2 separate regions of the Mus musculus genome follow, and region 1 is linked to region 2. Evidence: chromatin contacts called from public Micro-C data. All regions are on one chromosome and are shown on one strand. The core of a region is the stretch at or near the end of the contact, and the rest is flanking DNA. Distances in the headings are between cores, read along the strand shown. Region 1 has its middle 41 kb from the start of Gm12724. Region 2 has its middle 24 kb from the start of Gm26047.

Region 1 (6,057 bases), core at 1,407-3,906, 100 kb before region 2:
GTAAAGTACATGGCATGTGAGAGGTGGTGGTACTATTGCTCAGTGATGGGCCCCAGTCCTGTCATCCAAAAGACCATCTCAGCGCTGCTTCAGCCTGCTTTTCAGCCTTAGTCTGCACTGCTTCATGAGAAAATGAGTTCCATGTGGCTGAGCCCTGAGGTAGAATGAAGAATATTATCTTTTATTTTTTTTATTCCCCCCACCAAAGAAACAGAAGAACAATTCCCCAGCACGTTAGAAAACAAGCTTCACCCCTGGCTGGCCTTTGCCAAACCTGGTGTCCTGGCTTGTGCTGTTACCTGTGGACTCGTTTTGGCCTTTGAAGGTACCACCATAATTTTATAGGAAGACAAAGAGGAGACATTTATTAACGACCTCTTGGGGGCCAGGCAATGTGCTAAGTGCTTTAGGTAAAGCCTTTGTCATCTTTACAGCGGTCCTGCCAAACAGATGTGCTCTCTTCATTTCACAAGGCTAGAGAGATTAAAGAGCTTTCCTATAGTCACACAGACAGTCAGGGGTGGGGCCAGCAAGGGGCATGGGAAATGACGAAGGCAGACGTCCCTGCTGCCCATGGGCTTGGGAGTCGCATGGTTGCATAGTGCCATGTTGCTTTCCTGTTGGTGATCTTGGGCAAGTTACTAAATCCTCAGTCTTTCCAGATGTAGAAGGGATGATGACTCTGGCATGATTGTTGAAATGAACGAATGTACACCCAGCACTTATCACCACCTCTGACTCAGTGATAAGGAGCGATAGAGCAAGACCTTGGACACCCTCATCTGCTGTCTGCACATACACATGGGCGTGTGTGCCCCCTGTACACACGTGCACATGTATCACACACACTCACACATATATACACTCGCTCCCAAGTACAATGTATAAACGGTCCTCTGTTGACAGAGATTAGCATCACTTGTGCTGGGCAAAGGGAATTCATCCGCGGTCCAGCTCCAGCATCACACAGCAGAACAGTGAAGCATGCCAGTGCTGTGACAATGAGCTGATGGACGTGCTAAAACCAGGTTTATGTGTGTCCCACATCAATTCTACTGTAATAACACACTTTCTACTTTTGGCTTTCCTCTCTTTAAACTGGCAATGGTATTTACTTTGGTCATGGGAATTCTGTTACCTTATTTTAATAAGCTAATGCTGTGGCTTTCCCTGCCTCCAGGGATTGTTGGCCTATATCGGTCCACGAGGGCAAAGGGAGCAGAGATGGGGACGAACAGGGCTGGGTTCGGAAGCCCTGTGAGTATGTACAGTGATTAAGACACCCGGACCAGCTGCAGGGAGTCAGACCAACTTTACTTGGGGATGATTCAAGGCTTATGAAGTTTTGGAGGATCGAGGGTGGAAACATCCAGGATGGGCGAAAGTTGTTGGCTAAAGGGTTAGGGTACCAGAGTGCCTCATTAGCATGGGGAAGCATTTCAGGAATCTCAGGTGCTAGCTGAATGGGTTCTTACGAGGAGAAAGGAAGCTGAATCCATGATCTAACTAAAGCTACATGACATCCTGCCGGTAGAGGTGTGTGGTAAGGGGTTTGAGTTCCCTAGATGAGGTCAGAGAAGGGAAGTCCTGCCAATGAAGGGGGCCCTCCATATTATGCCAAGTCTCAGAAGGCTATCTGGTCAATGGTAGAATTCAACCTTAATTAGCAGAGTTTTCCCATGTAATATGTGTATAGGTCTGGCACATTGTGGAAGCGTATTGAGAATTGTTTGTCTTTGTTCTTACCGGTTGTCTTTGAATAGAAGACAGGAAAGCCAAGGGGCAGGGCTCAGGGGCTGTGTGAGGAGTAGGAAAGAAGAGCTGGAGGGGATAGAAGACAGCAAGGAACAGTGTCTTCCAGACACAACAAGGATGACACACCTAAGAACTCACAGAGACTATGCCAGCATGCACAGGGTCTGCACGAGTCCCCGTGCTAGGAGGGAAGTGGACACAAACCCACATCCCTAACTCAGATGCTAATCTCCAGGTGATAACCACTCACAAAGCACAAATTAGTTTTCTCCAGTGGAGACTTACTGGATACGCAAACCACACTGAAGGGCAGACCTCTTGACTAGCAGAAGATGGCAACAGGAAATGGGCTCAATAGCATTTGTTTGGGAATTTCTTTTTCTTTTTCTTTTTGGCCTTACTGGTCTTTTGTGTGCATATCATGCTTTCTGATTCTGTGTTTTTATGGTTTTTCTCTCTCTGTTTCTGATGTTTTTCCTTTTTTCTCTTTTAGTTTTATTTTTATTCTGGTTTGTTTGTTGGCCTGTTTGTTTTCTGAAGAGAGAAAGAAAGGTCATAGAGTTGGGTGGGAGGGAAGGGGGAGGATCTAGAAGGAGTTAGAGGAGGAGAAATTGGGATCAGTACATATTATATACTATATATATGTATATATAGTACATGTCACTTGTATAAAATTATTTTCAATAAGAATAAGTGCTAGAAAATTAATTAGAGGGAACTGTTTCTAATTTTGTAGATGAAAAAGCCCAGTTATAGAGACAGATGGCTTTGCTTAGGTGGAGGCCATCTATGGTGACACTGGGAGAAGTCATTGGGCCTAATTCCCAATTCCTATTTCACATATCACACTCCTGCATAAAATGTGGCATATTTGTCATGACTATAGCGTATGACATCATTCAACACTGGCTGGCCACTCTCTCTGTTGCACAATCCTAGGGCTTCATCTTGTTTACCAGGGGAAAAGGTTATTTTGACCAGCTCAGATTTTTCCCTTAGAGATCAAGTTAGTATCTTTATTTATTACTGAAGTTTCAGTCTGTGACAAGTCAAGTTTATGAACAATATTAACCTTAGGACACGGAGAGGGCCCAGGAATGTTTATATTCCCCTGCTGTAAAGTGTTCTCTTGGACTCCTGTCCATCCACAGCATCGATGGGTGTTACCTAAGCTGGAGATGTGGCAATCACATGCTGGTCTGAGTCATCTGGACTTTCTCTCAGCTCCTGCAGGACTTTCCATCTGTGGGTTCTCTTCTCATTTTCCTGTCCTCCCTGGGGAATTGGTTTCAGCTGTGTCTCCTACACTGACAACTGCCAGTCTCCAGGCCAGCTCTCTCTGGCCACCTTTAGATTTCCATTTCCAATGTTTTCTGGACAGATCCAAAGGAAGGTCTTTGGAGACCTCCACCCTAGCCCTCCCCTCCCACAGGGTGTTGACACCTTCCAGATCTGCTGCTCCGACTGACAGACATCTGGAGTGGTACCTCTGTCCACCAACGGGGAGGCAGAATAGTTAGCTACAGGAACGTCTCCTGTCACTTCCCAAACACACTCTGTATTTTTAGTCTAAGTCTCTGATGTGGACCACAGGCACTGCCTGCTCAGATCCAGCTCTACCCAGCTTGGTTTCTGGTGCTGTCTGTCACTCATCGCTCCACTCTTCTATTTACCTTACATTGCCACTGATGTCTGGGAGAGCCCAATTGCTCTTACAGACTGTTTCCTTCGATGCCTTGATTTCCCAGTTGTGTCTAGCTAACACATCCTCATCTGTTGGGTCTCAGCTCAGATTTCATGTCTTAGGGATCCCTTTCTAGAGACTTCTGCACCACTGCAATTGAAATGTTCCTATTACTTTTCTTCTGCCATAGGTTCCAAGTTATAATTGCAGGTTTATCTTGATGCCCATGTGATTATTTATTTTAGTTAAGCATTTTTCATCGATTGTACTTGGGGCTGTGTTATATAAGGGCACTTTCATACGAATACAAATTTCATACAAATTGAGTATAGTCTCCCACCATATCCTCTTCCTTTTCTTCTTCCCTCTTGTCCTGTTAGGTTCCTTTATTCCCTTTGTCAGCTTCCCTCTACTTCCATGCCACAGATACATGCATAATTCCTATAATATAAAATCTAGGAAACACAAAATAGAGAAAACATGATGTTTGTCTTTCTGAGGCAGGATTAATTTGCTCTGTGATTATCAGCAGTTGTATTGACTCTCCTGCAAATGTTATAACTTTGTTCTGTGCCATGGTTAAAACAAACTCCATTGTGTATATACACAACATCTTTGTCATCTGTTCCTTCATTGATGGATGCCTCCCTATTATGGGTAGTGTTGCAGAAAACATCAATGCGCAGGTATCTCTGCGATGTGCTTGCTCAGAGTTCTTTAAATATCCAGGTTCACTACCTGGCAGAAGCAATTTATGGGAGGAAGAGCTCCTTTTGGCTCAGAGTTAACAGGGTTTCAATCAATCACGGCAAGTAAGGTACGGTGGCTGGAGTGAGTCAGTCACAGGATTGGGAATGCGCAGAAGCTCTCTCTCACACGTCACTCACCAGGAGACAGAGTTCTAGCAGGACCTGGGCATGGAACCCTCAAGGCCTACATCATCTGGCTAGGTCCTGGGTCCCAAAGGTTCTGCAACCTACTAAAACAGCCCCATTAGCTGGGGACGAAATGTTCAAACATCTAAGCTTGTTGAGGACATTTCACATTCAAATAATGACAGCTAACTTCGGAACAATGGTCTCCCCTGATACCTGCACAGTGTGCTTGGCATAAAGTGAGCCCTCAGTAAGTAGCCATTCAATAAACGAACAAGCAGTCTGTGTTCAGATGCAGCTCTTCCATTTCCTCCTCCAAACAAGAACGACTACCAACTTCCTTTAACCTTATGTCCTGTGTGTTTCTCCAACCTTCCCTTCTCTCCATCTTCTCTGCTGGCCTCATAATCTAGACTTCTGTGGTTTCACAATGACAATACTAAAATCACATTTTCAATGGTAACTACACCACAATTCTTGCTCCATACACAGCTATGAAAGGACCTTTTTATAATAACAGTTTGTTTATACTACTGTGTTGCTCAAACCCTCTCAAGATGTTCTTTGTTGCCTCTTGACATGTGGCCAAGGTCTTTTGTAAGATCTCGCTGGCATTCACGGTTAGCCTTACCTTTCTCCACCTTCATTTCCCTCCACTCTTTACACATCTCTGTGTTTGCCAGAAAGCACACTTCTTGAGTACAAGGATATCATTTGATGTATTCATGGCTCTAGCCAAGTTACTTCATTTTAGTTATTCATGGCTGCATTGTAACCTCTATCCAAATACACAAATCATTAAAACTATAGCCACTTGTCATTTTTCCTGTACCCTCAAGTCAGCTGGGTGAACCTGTGAGTCTGGGACAGTCTTGAGAGATTTTGGCTGGGTTAGCTTGTATAGCAGTCATGTGTCATATGAGCCTGAAGTCTGTCTGGACAGTTAAAAATACCACTGGCTAGGAAGACTTAACTTGCTATATGTGGCTTATCATCCTCTTCTAAGTTATCCCCGAGGGCCTGGTGGCTTGGTGGCACAGATGTAGTTACAGGGAGGTGAAATGTCCCAGAAAGGAAGTGGAATACCAAGAGTTTTCATCATGTTTTGCTTGTGTTAAGTTTGATGCTGCCTTACTGGCCAGAGTATGTGACATGGCTAAGCCCAGGGACAGAATGGAGGGGACCAAGCCAGGAGTAAGTAGATAGGGAATCTATTATTACTATAGTATAGTAGTATTGATAGTAATAATAGGGAATCTATTATTACTACAGCCACCACCACCTTGGGCAGGTTCTGGAGAATTCAAGGTTTGAAAGAGGCACTTTTATAATAACGACCTGACATTTTTGAGCAGCTATAATGAAGCAGTCTTTTTCTTAGTCATAGGAGAATCTAGGTCAACCCCTAACATTGTTCTTATCCATCTGCAGGTCATAAACAGACCCTGGATATCCACGAATAGCACAAAGTTGTATCTCTTAGGGTATGTGCACACAGTTGTGCGTCAGTGGGAAATAGTATCCACATCTTTTACTCGGTTCTCAAAAACACCCTCCTTGCACTTATCATAGAGCTTTAACTGCCCTGGACTTTACTATGTATAGCAGGCTGCTGTCAAAGTCTAGCTTCAACATGCTAGGGTCTGAAGGAGGGGGAATGGAGTCAGCCTAGTACACAGACACAGACACAGGAATCTTTTTAGGTCTCTCTTAACTTTGTTCTGGGGGAAAAACACCCTCCCA
Region 2 (5,670 bases), core at 1,831-4,330:
GTTTGTTCTCTGCTCTCACTTGGATTCCCTCACTGGTCTTAGTTCTTTGCCGGGTTGTGAAATCCTGACCTTTATCCACACAGCACTTGACTCATAGTAGGTTTGAATGCCTTGGGTTCCTACAGTCTTTCATGACTTTTTACCTCTGGCTATGTTGGTTCAAAGATACAAGGAGCATCAGACAGTCAAATGACAGTCTTGACTTTAGTTAGATGTGCCATTTTTTTTTTGGTCCCCTTGGAAGCAAGGACCTGTCAATCATTACAGCTACAATTTTCAGGTTGGGGTTAAAACATTTTGTGAATGGATTGAAGCAGCATATGACGAATGAAGTTCCTCTCATATGTTGGACTCACACTGAAGAATTGTGGCAATAAGACAATATCAAGTGTAAACCAGTAATTCAGAACACATATTGCACTTTGTAGTGTAGTAGCCCAACCTAGAAAGTATTCATCCAGGAAGAACATAGGGCATCTCACTCTTCTAGTAGACTATTCCTCAATGATAAAACATCATGCTGAAACTCATCATGGTTGGGAATGAGCTAACTGTCATACTTTTTCCAGTTAAATAGGTTCCTCAGTCTAAGGCAAAGTGGGAAGGAGATTATGGTATGCTTTTTATCTACAGCTTCGGTTGTTGCTGATTAGTTTTATGTCAAATTGACACAAGCTAGAGATATCTGGGTAGGAAAAAACCTCAATTGAGACAAAGCCTCCATCAGATTAGCCTGTAGGCAAGCCCATGGGCAATTCTCTTGATTAATGATTGCATGTGTACCACCCCTAGGCAGCTAGTCCTAGTGTAGCTGTGTGAACCATGGAATGCAAGTTCAACAAGCAGCACTCCTCCATGGTCTCTGCTTCAGTCCCTGCCTCAAGGTTCCTGCCGCCCTCCAGTTCCTGCATTGCCTCCCTTCAATGAACTGTAATTGAGATGTATAAGGCAACTGACCCCTTCTCTCCCCATGTTACTTTTGATCATGGCCTTTATTTTAATAGTAGGAAGCAATCTAAGACAGTGGAGTTGTCAGAACTATTGTAGGTAGGGAAGTTAACCCCAAACACACGATGAAATCCCATCCAGTCAGGGTAGTAGTTCTTCATTCCCAAAGATTTCAGGGTTCTGACTAGATCGTTGGCTGACTGTGCTCCCTGGAAGTGGTGTAGACCACAGGGTCAGCGTGGATCTGTGCTGGTGTAGGTTGAATAGTGACTCAGACTCCTATTCAATCTCACCTAAGCTTATCTTTCACAGTATTGTTAATCTTTCTCTATTGAGCAAGCCTGAAGTTGTCTGGGGAAGTATGACACACAGTAGGGCACATGGATCATTTGATTTCTGAGTATCGTGTTGCAGTGGATGATTTGTGAACTTCTGCACAAACTCGAATAGCTCTGTGCCCCATGCCCAATATTCTAAAAGGTCCTCTATCACGCCTCCTCCACAGTGTTTGTCCTTCACTCTTGTTCTTTCCGAGGCCCTGTCCATATTGGCCATTGGGACCACTGCAGGCCTCCCCAGTCAGCTCTGAAACCAGTTGGAAGGGCTCTGGTCTGGCTCTTCAGATACAGCAAGTTTAAGACCCAATTAGTGGAGAATCAGAGATCCAAGTGGGGTTGACTTGTTTACTTCCCCCCACCAGCTGAATTCCCCATCCCAGTTCTTGGGTTTTCATGAAAGGAAGCCAAGCTCACACACAGCTCCAGGCATCCCAGCAGGAGAAGAGGTGAGTCATTTACTTGTAGAGGAATTAGGGTCGGTAATGTCCCATTAATCTGGCTTCACCAGGAAATGAGCTGTGTCACCTAAGTACATTTTCCAATAACCAAAGCTTACCCTTTCATGTGCCAAAACTTGATTTAATCATTTTGCATGGAAGGCCTTCTAAAACTAATTACACGCTCCTTGCCCGTTGCAGTGGGTGAGGCTGCCCATTCTCTAACCTTTTCTTGAGGACACAAGAACCATTAATTCACCAGGCTATAAATTAAGAAAAGTAAGGTGCTATTTGTACGAATAATGCATTTCCTCATCTGTGCTGTGGATTTTGAGTTCTTCTGTCTTCTTTAATAATTGTATTCATTCTCTCCCCTCGACCCCCTGCATTTCTTCATTCTTTGTGGGTATTGTATGACAGCCAGCCAGGAATGGATTCTGGTGTCAGAGCTACATGCAGATTCTGGCTCTACTCTTCTGTCCACTGGGCTCCAGTGTCTTTGTGTGGAGTATGCATCCAAGTGAACTGTCACTGATTGTGTCTGGAAAGTCCAGTTCCCTCCTCACATCATTGGAAAGACCAGATACACAATGAATGTGATGATCCTCTATTGTGACCCTCACCCCTCAGGACTCAAGGCTGCTTAATAATAAGCACTGCTCCCATGGGTAGGTTTGCTTCTTGCTCTGCAGTTTTTCTACATTTTGATCCACAAACCTAATCTACAGAGGGTCCTCTCAGAGCTGCATGGACAAGCTTGCCACTGCCTTATTTGCTCTGTCTCCAGCCTCCAGGCATGTAACCCAAACCCAGATCTAGGGTAGGGATTGGGCACACTTTCCTCATTGTTAGAGGAAGCATCTCAGGTCTTCGGGGGAAGCAAAACGTCTAGAGTCAATCTCACAATCTGTTTCACATGTGGAGGTCCCAGGAGACGCATGCGGTTCTGTAGACTTTGGATCTTTAAAATGCTGGCATGCCACAGTCAAGTCCCACTTTGGATGCTTGCCCCAAGCTTTTCTGTGTTGAAGGAGAGCTGCAAGGGCCTCATTGCTCAACTCTTGGGGAATGGGGAGAAGGTATGTTCTCATTAAACAATTCACAAGCTCTCAGGGCTGCAAATAAAAACCATGACTCCCTCCCATGTTCCTCTTCCCATCCGATCCCCCACTTCCGTTGGCTTAGAAGCACTCCACCCTTCCTACAATGGGTAAAGCATGAACAACAAGTGGAAAATCAGGAGTAAGGGGCATGCTAGTTATTTTGTTAAAAAAAAATTAAGTCCCTAGAGCTAAAGCTAAAGCCACAGACTGACAGGGCAGGGTACGCCCCTGACAGCAACCTCCTGCCAAGGGTATTAGAATGCTGATTCATCTTCTTATGAAACGAAGAGCTCTCTAGAGAGCGGGCAAAGAAGGCAAGGAAAACAAGAGATTGCAAGGAAAAGGAAAGTGGGGAGAACTAAGAGGAGAAACTTATTGCGCAAATACCTAGCATGGGTGTGCACGTACGTGTACAGGTATGCGTATGTGTGCATGTACATGTAAATGCAGTGCTGTTTCATATAATGCAGACAGTTTTCATGGTTCTTATTTCCATCTTGCAAACTAGGAGACCAGTTTGAGAGAGAGTGATGTTTTCAAGTTACCCATTGGCGGATGAAGATTTTTTTCTTGGCAAGCAAAAGGGCGTAGACCTCCACTTCTCCCTCCCCTCCCCTTCCCGTGGTACAGAAAACAAGGGAAAGGAAAATAAGAAGGAAATGCCATGGTGACACATTCTTCAAGCCCTGTATCCCAGGCCACAGGTGTGGAAATTGCCACAACCTTTTCTGCTACAACACTTTACAACTGGTACATCTTGCCTCTTCCTTCCCCCCCCCACCCCCTTTCTTCCTTCTACAAGTGCTGCGTTTTTTGTTTGTTTTGTGTTTTGTTGTTGTTTTTGTTTGTTTGTTTGTTTGTTTTGTTTTTAGTCTCCTTTACTCTCAAAATGGGTGCAACAGTTTGTAGAGTGTTTATGGGCAGAGTTCAAGGAAACAAACCAGGACATTACAGCTTGGTTCTTTGTTTGTAAGTTCTTTTTGTAGCCCGTGCTTACTAAAATTGCAACAAAGTAACTCTGTCATTCTATATTTAGTTTCTGCCTCTTGGGTTTGACGTAGATCTTCCTCATCACTTTATCTCTGTGTCTTAGGAATCTTAGTAGATTAATGCAACCCAAGGATGTGGAAAGTAGAAATGATGTAACAAAAGCAATGAAAAGGGAGACATGCTGAATGGAATCGCACAGTACAAACTCAAGTTGCAAGGCTGTGCTGTTCTAGGCTCTGACATGCCTGCTTTAATGGCAGACTGAGCCATCTTCATGCTGACTGTAAGCTTTAATTCTCAATACAAGGATGTGTATAGAATACAGTGCTTGGGGGTTATAAGGCACGTGCAGGCATGATTCTTACAAGGTTAATTTGTGTTTCCTTGGAAGATTTTTTTTGTTTCTTTCACGTGACTAGCAACACCGAAAAATCCTGGTGTTTTTGTTGTTCTTGTTGTTTGTTTTCTGCTTTGTTTTGTTTTGGCAAGCATTTGTCATCAGAATTCTGTCACTGGCTCTTCATGTTCTCTACACAGTCTGGTTGTTAGCCAGACAGGAGTGACCACTGCTCTTTCTCAACAAGGACATAACATGTGCACTGGAGGATTTAGAGGAGGCCAAATTGATAGTCTAGCTAGACTTTGCAAGGAAAACTGACAAACTAGCATGACTTTGCATAATAGCTATGGGATGCACTCATATTCTCTCTCTCGCTGACCCCCCTCCCTCCCTCCTTCCCTTCCCTCCCTCCCTTCTTCTTTCTTTCCCCTTTGTATGTATTTTGCCTACATGTGTTGTCTGTATACCATGTATGTGTAATACCCATAGAGGTCAGAAGAGGGCATCAAATCCCCTGGGACTAGAGTTAGAGACAGTTGTGAATCACCATGTGAACTCTGAGAATTGGATCCAGGTTCTCTGCTATAGCAGGCAGTGCTCTTAACCTCTGAGCCATCTCTCCAGATACTTTACTATCTCCCATAACCCCTTCTGCAGTTACAATGAGGACAGTTTCTAGAGAATTCGGTCTCTGACAATTATGAATTTATTGCTTGCTCTGGTAATTTAAATTGTACAAGGATCTTCCTTGGTGGCCTCTGGTCTCCCACTTTAAAAGTGTGAACAATTGCAGTTAAAAAGCATGCTGAGATGCACCAAGGTTGTACCTTCTAGAACGGGTTATCCAAGTGGGAGATACACACACGAAGCCTGTTGTGCTGGAGTTATGGAAGACAGAGGAAAAAGAAACTAATATTTAGAAACAACCATATACTGGACCCCTGCTGAGTCCTTGACAAAACTCATCTCCTTTAATGCCCATCACGTGCCTGGATGATGGGTGTTGGCAGGCACCCGACACAAGGGAACGATGTCACGGCTGGCTATAGAAAATGGGACACACTGTCATCTCTGGTGTCACCCGATTTTCCCTCAGGCATAGAACTTGCCCTTCTAATCATTACCACTTGTCTTGGAGCTGCCTCCTAGGAAGTGTGAGGAGAGGTTGAGATAGTTGAGATATCCTACAGAGGACCTGGGAGCCGAGCAGCAGGAGGGGGCAGCCCCTTGCCAGCCCTGTTGTTTCTGAGCACTTGGTGTCTGGAGTTTCCTCCCCATCTCTCCTCTCAACCCTGTGCTCCTCTCCAGCTAAACAAAGATTTTGTTTGCCTACAGGGCAAGGGCTCTGGGACCCTCCTGAGAAATTTTGCAGAGGAAGTAGAATGGACCCGGTGGGCAGCAGAGACAGGAGAGACAAGTCCAAGGCTCCCTGAGGCTGAAGGCAGGGAGCAGGGAAATGGCGCTTCCCCCGTGATTTCATGTTTAGGCGAGTCTAATTAATAACCAACAAACAG

The links. A called contact is a pair of places that touch in the nucleus more often than the background predicts.
Region 1: a contact with region 2 is called in a Micro-C map of brown adipocytes, with 1.7 times the contacts expected there. The contact joins two enhancer-like sites. A contact is called at or near these places in 1 of 39 promoter capture datasets (the 3T3-L1 cell line) and 6 of 484 Hi-C or Micro-C datasets (the 3T3-L1 cell line, beige adipocytes, brown adipocytes and 3 more).

Annotation. Positions count from the first base shown.
Region 1 is chr4:106,192,605-106,198,661 of GRCm38.p6, reverse strand. No RefSeq gene overlaps it. Among named protein-coding and RNA genes, the nearest start is that of Gm12724, 41 kb to the left of the region's middle. Within about 2 kb of position 2,656, at least 53 of the 459 cell types and tissues checked have an H3K27ac peak or open chromatin away from gene starts, as enhancers often do. A contact at or near this core is called in beige adipocytes and brown adipocytes, where this site is marked.
Region 2 is chr4:106,092,446-106,098,115 of GRCm38.p6, reverse strand. No RefSeq gene overlaps it. Among named protein-coding and RNA genes, the nearest start is that of Gm26047, 24 kb to the left of the region's middle. Within about 2 kb of position 3,080, at least 39 of the 459 cell types and tissues checked have an H3K27ac peak or open chromatin away from gene starts, as enhancers often do. A contact at or near this core is called in beige adipocytes and brown adipocytes, where this site is marked.